Regions from separate parts of the Arachis hypogaea genome. Here region 1 is linked to region 2. The links are chromatin contacts, called in public Hi-C maps. All regions are on one chromosome and are shown on one strand. Each heading gives the region's core, a stretch centred on a gene start, on an enhancer-like site or on the middle of the called end of the contact. The rest is flanking DNA. Distances are from core to core; before and after follow the strand shown.

The links. Hi-C and Micro-C count contacts between places; a contact is called where the count stands out from the background.
Region 1: a Hi-C map of an unstated tissue shows a contact between it and region 2, with 3 times the contacts expected there. The contact joins the promoter of LOC112791436 here to the promoter of LOC112791430 in region 2. A contact is called at or near these places in 2 of 8 Hi-C or Micro-C datasets (leaf and an unstated tissue).

What each region holds. Positions count from the first base shown.
Region 1 is chr3:127,393,510-127,399,603 of arahy.Tifrunner.gnm2.J5K5, forward strand. It overlaps LOC112791436 (mitochondrial inner membrane protein OXA1), which reads right to left and starts at 4,236. Exons shown (of 10, transcript XM_025834275.3): 1 at 3,873-4,236; 2 at 3,124-3,608; 3 at 2,103-2,193; 4 at 1,713-1,760; 5 at 1,155-1,213; 6 at 914-989; 7 at 688-819; 8 at 406-513. The coding sequence starts at 3,590.
Region 2 is chr3:127,253,444-127,259,766 of arahy.Tifrunner.gnm2.J5K5, forward strand. It overlaps LOC112791430, which reads left to right and starts at 4,796. Exons shown (of 9, transcript XM_025834267.3): 1 at 4,796-5,217; 2 at 5,306-5,420; 3 at 5,684-5,974; 4 at 6,072-6,167. The coding sequence starts at 5,355.

The DNA of each region.
Region 1 (6,094 bases), core at 2,986-5,485, 140 kb after region 2:
AAAAACAAAGGCCTTTCCTATCTCATTTAGTATACTTCCCAATTAGTAATTACTATATCAATTATTCTGATATTAAGATCTTTTCTTTTGATAAACAATAATTTTGTATTGAGAAAGAATTTCCCCCCCCCTAAATAGATGAAATAAGAAAAAGCATAATAATAATAATGCAAGTTACACTTAACAAGTTGCAAGACAATTCCACAGCCCAAAGACCAACCATTGAAAAGTTAGTCTACAGGAGATAAGGAAACAACACATGCAACCAATTCTATCGTAACCATCAGAAAACTTCTCTTTTCTTTCTAATGATCATACAAATGAAAGATGTTATTTCACATGCATAGACAGCAAATGCAATGTAAAGTTGTTCATTCCCAAAAAGGAAAAGTCAGAGAAGATTACCTTTGGGAACCCCATGGTGAAGGGAACTGTAAGAACAGCAAGACCCCTAGAGACATTTTTCATGGTACCAGCCACAGGATTTCCTTCCAAGCCTTCTTGCATATTACACTAAGGAACAACATAAATTTCACTTAAATTGCAACCTGAACAGTTTTCTTACTAACTTCATTCAAAAATTATCTTTTGCAGTTGTTTAAGTGGCCCTTTTTACTAAGCAGTCAAACTGGAAATAGAATTAAAATGTTAGTTGCAAGAATGGTTTTTGAAAAATAAAATGCTCACCTCAACTGTTATTAAGAACGACAATGCAGTCAAAACAGGAAGAACATATAATGCATCTGGAGTAGTGAGATCAGTAAACCAGTAGGTTCCACCATGCTTAAATGATGGCACCTTTTCAGCCATGTTTGATATCTATCATTAAACAAGGGAATGTTAATGGATAGAATAACATAAAGGTTCCTTAGCCTTGATTAAGCAAGAGAAATCAAATCGGTAGTCATCTTACCGCAAGAAAAAAGCTAATAAAGATAGGTGCTTGAACAAAGAGTCCCATCAAAGGTGTAAACGGATTCACACCATATCTGTATCATCAAAATCAGAGAGAAAATGATATGGCATTCCATACTGAATGTAGCAACTAAGTTCAGACTGGGACACTGGGGGAATCTAAAATGCTATTAGCAGTTATGAAAGAAACCGTGAACTGTAAATGATATCTTTCACCAACAAAATCAGAAACCACTTACTCCTTAAACAGCTGCTTCATCTTCTTTTGATTTTCAGCTGCAGCTACGGGATCCATAGCCTGAAATTAATATATGAAGGACAAAAATGTTTCTTAAAGTCAAATTCAAAGCTTGAATGTCGAATCCCAATTCCACTCTGCTAATTTAATCTTAAAGAAATAAAATTAGCTTGGGCTTTCCGACTTTCTTTAATTATTCTTGTTCTTCAATATTTTCCTCCCATTCTCTATACTATTTTAGTCTTCTGTCTAAACAAATTTAGTCAAAATATATAGTGTAAAGAGCACATGACAGGAGATAGGTTTATAAGAATTGCTTATTTCGATCCCAAAATATTCTTGCAAGACATAGTTCAGGTCAGATAATTAACGGGTGAACTAAATCTTAAGAAAATTTATCAATTCAAACTAAACTTTTGGATGCACTTAGTAGGCAACAGCAATTGTGGGTCTCTCATCTGCTTGACATGGCTAGATAGATATCAATACAACAGCAAAGCAGAACATCTACCATCATTGCTAATATAAAAAATAATTTGACGACATACAATATAGTTACCTTATATTCCATCTCAGCCCGTATCGCTTCCATGTGCGGCCTCAGCAACTGCAATAGACATGATATAGTAAGCTCAGGCAACTTCTTGATTAGAGTATAGAAAATTCATTACTGATAAAACAACCACACCAAGCTTGGCAACATCTCTCAATATAACAGAGTGGAGTAGCAACAGAAATAACCCTCCAAAATCTTAACTCGGATAAAAGAGAGAAAACAAGCATATTCCTCCCTCAATGCATTTAAATTTTGGCCATTCCAACTAGGACACACACACACAGAGAGAGAGAGAGAGAGAGAGAGAGAGAGAGGGGGGGGGGCAATTTCCATTAATCCATTTTTGCAGGAAACAAATATGTACGGATGAATGTATAAGCAGCAACAACATACTGTAAGCTTAGATGTAGCCTTAAGTTGGTAGATTAAGAACGGAACTGTTGCGCTTCGAATCACAAGGGTTGCCAAAGCAATGGCTGCCCACCTGAAAGAAAATGGGAAATGAAATTGCAACAAATACATGTCAAAATATGGATAATCAAGCCATTGGATAGTCAATTCCCAGAGTAGGTGTCATGTACTACGGTGTAAAGTGCAAGAACAGTTTGGATTAGCATGGTCTCGAAAACCTAATATATTCAACTAAATGTTGAACAATCATAATAGAAGCCAATTCATATATTTTTTTGCCATGAATAAAACGCATTCCTACCTAAAATGACGATCTGTAGATCACAATGCAAGAAGAAGCTCTACCATATACACCAGAAAGTGTATTCTTCACCCAGGTAGAAAAATCTTAAAATCATAAGATTGCTTGGGTAAATCAATTACATCAGCAATTATGTGTAGCAAGTTAAACTTAGCAACCGACAAACTAAAAGAATTGACATTTCTAAGTTCAAACCTCTAACTCATGGTAAAACCTAGAAACCTACCAATGGCAACTTTAACAACAAGAGTACCAATTTTATCAGAATGTTCGGGAAGTCATGGGATCCAATCCATTCAAGAAACTGAATTCGATTCCTTGGTTTGAAACTAAATAAAAAACATGAAATTAAAATTGAAGAGGGAGTCAATTCTTGCGAATAGGGCAAAAGTAAATAAGAAAAATATGGTTCATATTTGCAAACCACACTCAATAAACTTTGGCTTAAAAATAGAAAAATCAAAATAGCATTTCACCCTAACCTTAAAAAAGGAAAAGAAAAAAGGACTCAATTCATTTTTGTACACGTTCCTAACAGTATAAATTAAATTCAATTCTTTGATTCACTGGTTACTTTAAACATAGGAATTCAAATCAATTTAATTTTACCTCACCATATGATACCAAATAAGCAGTAAACTATGAACTACTTAGGAATTTGATTTGAATTCAAGAAGCGAGACAAGACAAGTACAAACTCACCAGTTTAACCCGGTATAAGTATGCACAGCATCGATCCCATACTGCAGCAACTTCACAGGCAAATACGAATCAGCAGCAGCAATGGCAACCTCGTTAAAAACAGGAGCCTGAGAAGCTATGGTCTCAACGGCCTTGTCAGTAAGTACATCTGCAATGTCGGACATCATCTCAATCTTATCTGATCCATCATTCACAGTCGACATATATCGGCAGAAATTATATCCAGAGCACGGGGAAAGGAATGTGTTGGAAAGCGCTCTAGAAGAGGCACCAAACCCCATTGACCCATTAAGGGAGCTCCCGAAGGACCTTGTTTGGACAAAAGTACTGATTGCTGCAGAGGATGATTTTTCTTCTGGGCGCTGCTTGTGTTTCCCATCATCGCTGTAGAGTACATAACTGAAAGACGGGTGACACTTCCAGTCTACAAGGTTCCCTCTTTTCAATAGGCATCGTCTATAAGCCATTTGTATCCTTAGGAAGTTCTATCATGCAGCATCAAATAACCAACAAAATTCCGACAAAAAAAAGATTCAAAACGTTGAGGCTTTTCATCAAACAGGTTGCAAGCAATCACAAATATACACTGATCAACTATAATGTAACATTCCAGAGAGTGGGAGAAATAATACGCATGAAGAATAGTATAATGGGAATTACTACATGATCACCAATGTTATATACGTATACAAACATACGAATTATTGATTGGACGAAATGAGAGAAACGAAGCAGAGAAGAATACGAACCGGCGGCGGACCAACGGTGGCGGAAGACAACGACACCGATGGTGGAACAGCGATCGGAGTTGGGGCAACTGTGGGAGGTGACGGCAGTTAGGGTTGAGAGTTGGTTGGAGTGGAAGTGCCGCCGGGACCTGAAAGCGAGCTAGTGTCGAAGTAAGCTAGCTGAGAAAAGCTGACATTTGTTGCGAAGGAAACAAAACATGAAACAAGGAAACATCAAAACGACGTAGTTTTTTTACGCCGCCCTTCAAGAAACCCAAAAATGAATTATGGATGCAAATCATGTCCTCTTTTTTCTTTTTTGTTAGTTTTGGGCTGGAATGCAATCTAAACTGATGTCCGTTTCTTTTATCTGTAATCCCAATACCTAAAAACATATATGGCCCAAATTAAAAAGACCCAAGATACTGGATGCAAATTTTTAAGAAAATAATACCACTTTATAGTTTATACATAGTTTTTTTGAGTCTCGCTACACATCCAAGTAATTTTACATTTCATCCAAGTCATTTAGTTTACGTTGCACGATTTTGTCGTCTTCTTTCTTTTTCATTATCATTATCGTCATCACCAACAACATTAATATTTTGCTAATATCTTGATTGATTCTAATTCTCTGTGGTGATCGAATGAACCGAAAATATTATCAAAACGAAACTATTGTATAATACCAAATGAACAAAAAATTGTCCACTATATAAATTTGAATTCAAAAACATTTGCGTCTCAAATGAATAAAAAATTAGCTCAAAACAAAACCATTGTATAATACCAAATGAACCAAAAATTGTTTATTATATAAATTCGAATTCGATTATAATGATAATGACGCTACGTATTAGAAGAAGGCAATGACAATAACGATGATGATGATGATGATGATGATGAAAAGAAAGGAAGAGAGAAAATTCTAAAAGGAGGAGAAAGAGGAGGAGGTATTATTGGTGACGACGATAAAAAAATTAGAAAATGATAAAAAAATGTTTGAATATAGAAAACCATTCTAATTTTTTATTCTTTTATCAATTTTTATTGTAAATAAAAAGAGTTGTCAGCTTGTTATAGTTCAACATTTACTTTATCATATACATACAAGAATGGTTATAAAAGTGGGAGAAATCAAATTTAATAATTTATAAAAAATATAAAAAAATTGATTTTAAAAAAAAGTTATAAACATTGAATTTCAATAATCTGACATCCATAACATAAACAAATGGATGTTACTGTTGTGATAAAGTGATGTGGATGCTCATTTATTATAGGTGGTTCACATTTTCTAAAACAAATGGCATTAAAAAGGTATTAAAAAAGTAAGCGTGCTACCTCTATAAATAGTGAAATGTAGTTTTACTTTCGTACATACGGGCAATAACAAATATTATTACCTCTCTTTTCTTTCATACACTATAATAAATTCTATTTTCTTCTCTCTTTCTATGGGTGCTAGTATATACGTATTAATATATATAATTAATACATTTTTATTAGTGTGAAAAATTGATGTGGTGAAAAATATTATTAAAATTATCTATTTACACATCTTTATTTTATATCTAGTACAACTTCCTTATTTATTTTACAACACGTTATCAATACGAGACTCTGATCAAATTTTTAGAAATACTCAGGTAACAAATTTTTATTATGTCGAAACTCTCTCATCTTGAATTCAATACTCTTGATATATCTGGAAACAATTATTTATCATGGATATTAGATGCTGAAATCCATCTTGATTCAATGGGTCTTAGAGATACCATTAAAGCTGAAAATAATGCATCATAGAAGGATAAAGCCAAAGCCATAATTTTTCTTCGTCGTCATCTTGACGGATGATTGGAAAATGAATATCTCACATTAAAAGATCCTGCAGATCTTTGGAAACCTTGAATAAAGGTATAATCATAAAAAACGGTGATACTTCCTCAAGTCCGATATGAGTGGACGCACTTGCGTCTACAGGATTTTAAATTGATAAATGAATATAATTCTGCAATGTTTCGAATCAGCTCACGAATAAAATTATGTGTGAAAAAGATAACTAATCATGATATGTTGGAGAAAACTTTCTCAATCTTTCATACCTCGAATGTGCTCCTGCAGTAGTAGTATCGAGAAAAAGGGTTTAAAAAATATTCTGAGTTAATTTCTTACCTTGTTGTTGCTGAACGCAATAATGAGTTGCTCTTAAAGAATAACAAAGCGCGCCCACCTGGCGCCGC
Region 2 (6,323 bases), core at 3,546-6,045:
CTTGTCTCTCTTTGTACTAATCTTTCTTTCTATCCTATTTTTAAAATATATAAATTAATGTAATGTCGTTGTTGAGTTTGAAGAATTAAATTTTTAAAATTTTTGTCTTGAATTTAAATGTTGTGTTGTTGTTGATGATGGATTCTTGAATCTAAATGTTTGTTGTTGATTATGAATTATGGATTATTGAATTTGATAGTTGGTAGGAATAAAGGGGGAGAATGCAAGGTGATTACTAGTGCATAAAAATGGTAGTGGTGGAGAATGCATGGTGAGTATTTATGCAGTAAGGATATTTTTGTCTTTTATTTTTTCTCAAAAGGATGATTTTAATACTAAATAAAATGTTGAGAACAATTTTGAATTAAAAATAAGGTTAGACACGATTTTAGTTTTGTCTCTAAACCATAGGAACTAAAACAGTACTTATCTCTAAATATAAAGATGAGTTGGTTCTACTTCCAAACTTAGCTTTTGAACCATAAATTTTAGATAATTGTCAAAATAATTAGTTTTTATGAAAGAAAAATCCTGTAAAACTCTAACATAATAATAATAATAATAATAGAACATGATAAATAGATTTTTGATTTTTTATCCTGTAGATATTTTTGTTTTTAACCATTTGAAAATACTTTTAAATTTCTGAACTTTTTAAAGTTGGACATACGAATCTCGTCATTTATATGGATCCATCAGACTCAACGAAAAAGTCTGACATAGTTCTCGTTATTCTAATCTGGCCGTTACGAATATACACGTGGAGGGAAAGTTTTTAAAACAGGACATATAAACATCCTGCTTCAAAACAACGCCATTTGATTAGTAGTCCTCCACTACCAATTTCAGACTATCTTTGTGTTTTTCATTTATTGCACCATCTCCAAAAAAAAATAGCTGCATCAGTTTATCAGTCATCACCTTGAAAATCCCGTTTAATCTAAAACCTTCTTCTCTCTTTCTCACGTGCTCGATTTTTGCCAACAGATCCTGAAGCTGCACTTGCTTCCCAATTCTGCCATTCCTGAAGCCCTATCGCCATCGATGGATCAGGTGGATCAGATGTTGTCTTCGTCGGTGAAAGCGGTGCTGGTTTCTGCCCCCGTCAAGTTGTTTGAGATTCCTGAGTTCGATTTTCGGAATCCGATTCTATGTTTTTCATACCGTGATCCAATAATGCCGAAGTCAAACCAAATAGTATTGGAAGCCTAGGCTAGGGTTTGCATTAGATCCACGCCCACTCGACGAGGAACAAGCTTTCAAGGTCTTTGATACAATTCTAAGATAAGGTTCTTCAATTCCTTTCGTTCTAAGGATTTTGCTATAAGTTTGACAAATCAAAAGCTTAATTGATTCTTGGTATAGTAGTATGGATTAACTTATTTTGCTATTCATCTAATGAAATTCGAAAATTTTGATCAAGGAAGGAGCAATTAAGAGAGTAGTAGAAAAGAAAAGACTCATTCCAAACTTAGTTACTATCATAAACGTTGCATTGATTGTCTTCTTTAGAGAGAAACTGAGCCACAGGAAGAGGAGTTGAAGAAGAAAGAGACGAAAAAGAAAGGAGGTGGACGCTAAGAAGAGTGGTTCCTCGATCAAGAGCGTAGGCCTCCATAATTGAGATAGAAGAATTGGAAGAGTAAACAAGAATAAGTTAGCAATGCCAAGAGAAGGTTCTAGAGAATTGAAGCACTTGAACTTAATTAATTGGTGCTTTTTCAAATGACGTCGTTTGAAAAAGGAGACTAATTTATTCTATTAAAATTTTTTTTTTCACTTGTGTATTTATAATAGCCAAATCAACACAACGAAAATTATATCAGACATCACATTTTTATTAGATCTAACGAATATATATAAATGGAAGAATAGATATATCTGTTTAATTTTTAAAGAGGTCAATAACTTAAAAAAAATTAATTGGTCAAAAATAAAAATATGTCCAGAACAAAAGATTATGGATGTATTTATCCTTTTTTTCTAATAATGATGTTGCAAAATATGAAGCAAAATTGGGTTGCTTTCAAGCTGGTAAATGATTTCGACTTGTAGCTTATATTTTCTTTAATAGACTCCTTCATGCCCGAAAAATTGGTGGAACATCCATAGTGCTGTTGGAATCCACTACAATATGGCTAGATGATGCCAAAAATTGAAAAGCTCTACACGATGGCCACTGTTCTAACCATTCTACGGTGTAAGCATATAGCAAATAAGCAACTCACTATTTCAAAGTTTCAAACTTCAAAACCAACGCATATTTGAGTCAGCAGCTCCTATTAAGGAAAATGCTAACGTAACGCTTAATTAATTTCTATACTATTTGTTTACTAAAAATATTATCTATATTAAAATTAATTATTAAAATAAATTATATTTATATATAAATATATATTATTTAATTTATTTTTAATATATATTTTATATTTTAATATATATTTTATATTAGTAACTAATTTTAGTATATATCTAAATTAATTATATACATATATAATAATGTATTCTTTAAAAACCATTTTTTAAAACAAAAACCCTACAGGAAATAGCTCTTAAGTTATTCGTTAAATTATATTATTTTATATGATTTATTAATTTCAGAATGCAAGACTGAAAATATTACGAAGGACCAAGTATAATAGGACTAATTTAATAATAGTGTCCTTGATGAAATTCTTATTTCTGATCATATTATGAATGGTTATATTTTTTATATATTAAAAGTTTTTTAGAGTTACGTGGATTTTACATAAGTTTTATTTTTCCTTTTATTTATTATTTTATGTTAAAAAGTTTTTTTTGAGATCAGCATAAATTAAATTTTCAATATTTTCATCATAGAAATTTCAATAATATATAATAAAATTATTCTTAATAAAAATTAAACCAATGAAAAGAAACACAAATGATTATATCACTGATAATATATAATACCAAAACGCCTACAATGATTTATAAGCAACTTTTTTTAACTCCATTGATAAGTAAATCATTGACAAATAAATCGTTACAGGAGGATAAAGTTTATACGTTTTTCATGAATCCTTATCCACTACAATGATTTACTAGTAACGACATCATGATGAGATTTTGTTTCGTTATCTTTCGTTGTTTTCGTATATATAGCAATAGTTTACTGTTAAATTATTTTTTATTATATTTTATAATTTATATTTATATGTATATTCTGTATTTTTGTTTTTGTATGTGTATTTATTGTAGTCTAGGGATCAATTACCCAATTAATGCAATGTTTACGCACGATATATTCCTTACACTCTTTTCAATCTTTAAGTTAATAGTATTTTTGTATATTTATTGTGTTGTGTTATAAAATATATACCTAAACAAAAAAAAAATGAAATGCTACTAAACAAACGCTGCATATTATATTATCTTTTTTCATATTTATTGTGTTATATATATGTCATATAAAATATATACCTAAACGACACAACTACTTAATAATATAAAATGAGACTAGAAAAAAATACATATTATTATTTTATATTTATTAATAATAAAGTTATTTGACCGGGTAATAAGATCCAGAAAAAAAAAAGACCTGAGACATAAGATTTCATATATATGCTTCTAATTCTATACATGCAATACAAAGCAATATGATGATCACCCTCATACTAGTAAATCGTTATAGAGAATAAGATTTTCCGGAAGTGTAAAACTTACCTTTCTAATTATTTATTTAAATGATGTTAAAAAATTTGGTTGTAAATCGTCTTAGGTGAGTAAGTTTTATGAGAAAAGGTAAAACCTATATACCCTGATTTACTTATTAATGGAATTAAAAAATTCCCTCGTAAATCATTGCAGGTTTCCGGGTATTACAAAAAAATTATAAAACTTCAATACCTGTAACGATTTACATATATAGAAGGACAAATTTGTAATCACAATTTGATTAGGAGAATTTAACAAATAACTATTCATTTTATTTTTTATATGGGTAAAAAATCCGAAATTCTTGTAACTAAGTGGCAAAAACAATTTTTTCTTTTTTTGGTCATGGAATTTATTTTTATCATTGAGGAAACTAGTGTTATTTTGGGTCTCGACTGTTGACGGAGCCAAATTTGAATTGAACAGGCCAAATTTTAAGGATATGCATATGGGCTGACCCCGTTGCCTTTTAAACTTTAACATTGGGCCATTGTGCCCTTCTTAAACCAAAAAGAGAAATTTATCAAGATTTGAAATTCAAGTATGTACGTGGCAATTTATTGTGACTAACGTCAAATATTTAAATAAAATTACAATTTGCCATAGATTAGTTCTTAGTTTATCGATTTAAGAGATACTGCAAAATATAAATAAATGTTTATCCAATAAATAAATGTAGACATGTGGATTAAATTCTAAAAATTATTTTTTAATTAATTATATTATTATTTTTCTCTCTTGCAAATAACTATTCCCTGTCATTTCTTTCATTTGGACCGTTCTTGTAACAGGATATAAATGCATGATATATAAATTTGTATAAATGTTTATTTATACTTTTTTTATAAGATATATAAACTATAAAATATTACTCATCATATTTGTATAAGTTAAGTTTCAACCACCAAATACATAAGAAATTTTAATTCCCAAGAATAAGGGAGTCAAAAAATCAATCTTTGTTGAAAAAGAAAGGAACGCACTGGACTAAATGTTTATCTATCAGTTTGTTAGGATTAGAAGAAAAGAAAAAATGAGGTTGAATATAGAAAATGCTAGTCCCATATCAAGAATTCCTATGAATGGGAAACGGGAAAATCTCAAAAGAGAAAATTTTGTTGATTAATGTTATCTTAATTTTAGAAAAGAAGCCAAGCCAGCAAATAATTCAGCCTTTTTTTCTTGATTGCATCAGTTAATTTAGCCGTTGAGGATAGCATTGAAAACCCTAAAATATTCAAACTATTTGTTCATGGAAAGGGGGGGAGTGCATGTTTGTTAAAACCCTTCTTCCTCTTTCAATTGTTCTCCTTGGCTCTCTCTTTTGACAAAGTTCCGTTTAGAAAATTTATCTTTTATTTTAATTGGTTTTCCTCCTTGCCCCTTCTCCCAATAACCCTCAATCTTTTATTTGTATGCATGTATGTCTCCCTTTTTGCACTATTATTACCAACCTAATTTGTTAATTAATATTCATTTCCGACAACAATCTGTTATTGATTTTTTATATTCCTGCAGGAAGAAATTAAAAAACAGGTTGGGACATTAATCTGTTCAGCTCTTGTTAATTCTTCTATAATAATATGATATATTTTCTTACAACTTTTAGCTTTGTTAATTTCAGATTTTTCAGTCAAGATATATAATATAAGAGTTAATTATTATATTAAAGCATGGCTAATGTGAGTTTTTGCGGTTTGAAGCCAATGCTCTTTCGCCGCAAGACGAATATTTTTGAGGTAAATAGCTCTATAAACCCTTCCAGAACAATCTCAATATATGGATATTAGAGAAAATTATTTGAAGGAAGATGATATTGCATTGTATCAGTAAACCTTTCAAATGGAGACAATTATTAGAGGGTTTTTCCGGGATGAAATTCTGAAAAAGCTATAGAAGGTTTAGGAAAGGAAATTCAGTTTTGTTAGGGGTTAGCAATTAATATGAAATGTTATACAATATGAGATTTATATGACACCATTTGTAATATATGGTTTTGTAGGGAATAAAAGCGTTTGGGTCGCCCAAGAAGTCTTCAAGGGTAAGGGAAAAGGAAAAAGAAAAGAAAAGGAGCAAACCGAACACTAATAATAATAATGATAATAAATGTTATAGTAAGTGTATACCAAAATCAGCTATTAAAATTAGCCACAAGTATAATGGAAATTCAACGGAGTTGTCATTTATAGGAGCAGACCAATTGATTTTAATGGTAGAGATCCATAAGAAGATAATGTCATTCAGGGACATCATGGATCTTTCTCTATGTAACAGTTCTGCTTCCTTACGTGAGGTCAGAGTAATTATATTATTATTATTATTTTAATTTCTCCTTATCATTCTTGCATCATAATGAACTTGTGTTTTATAATTTTGTGAATCATGTGCAGATTGTATTGAAAACCTTGGAGGATCTCCAGAAGGTTTATCCAGCAATCATACCGAGAAAGGAAGTGGCAAAGATTAAAGACAAGTCTACAGATCAGGTTTTTTTTAAGAGTGGTGTAAAATTGATAGTTAAGAGTCATTAAATAATTTAATATATTTGACTAAATTGTTATTTAACGTCTCTTACCTATCAATTTTATTTGAAATTAAGTAATTGCACTAAACTTTAAAGGGAAGTTATATGGTGGCATTAG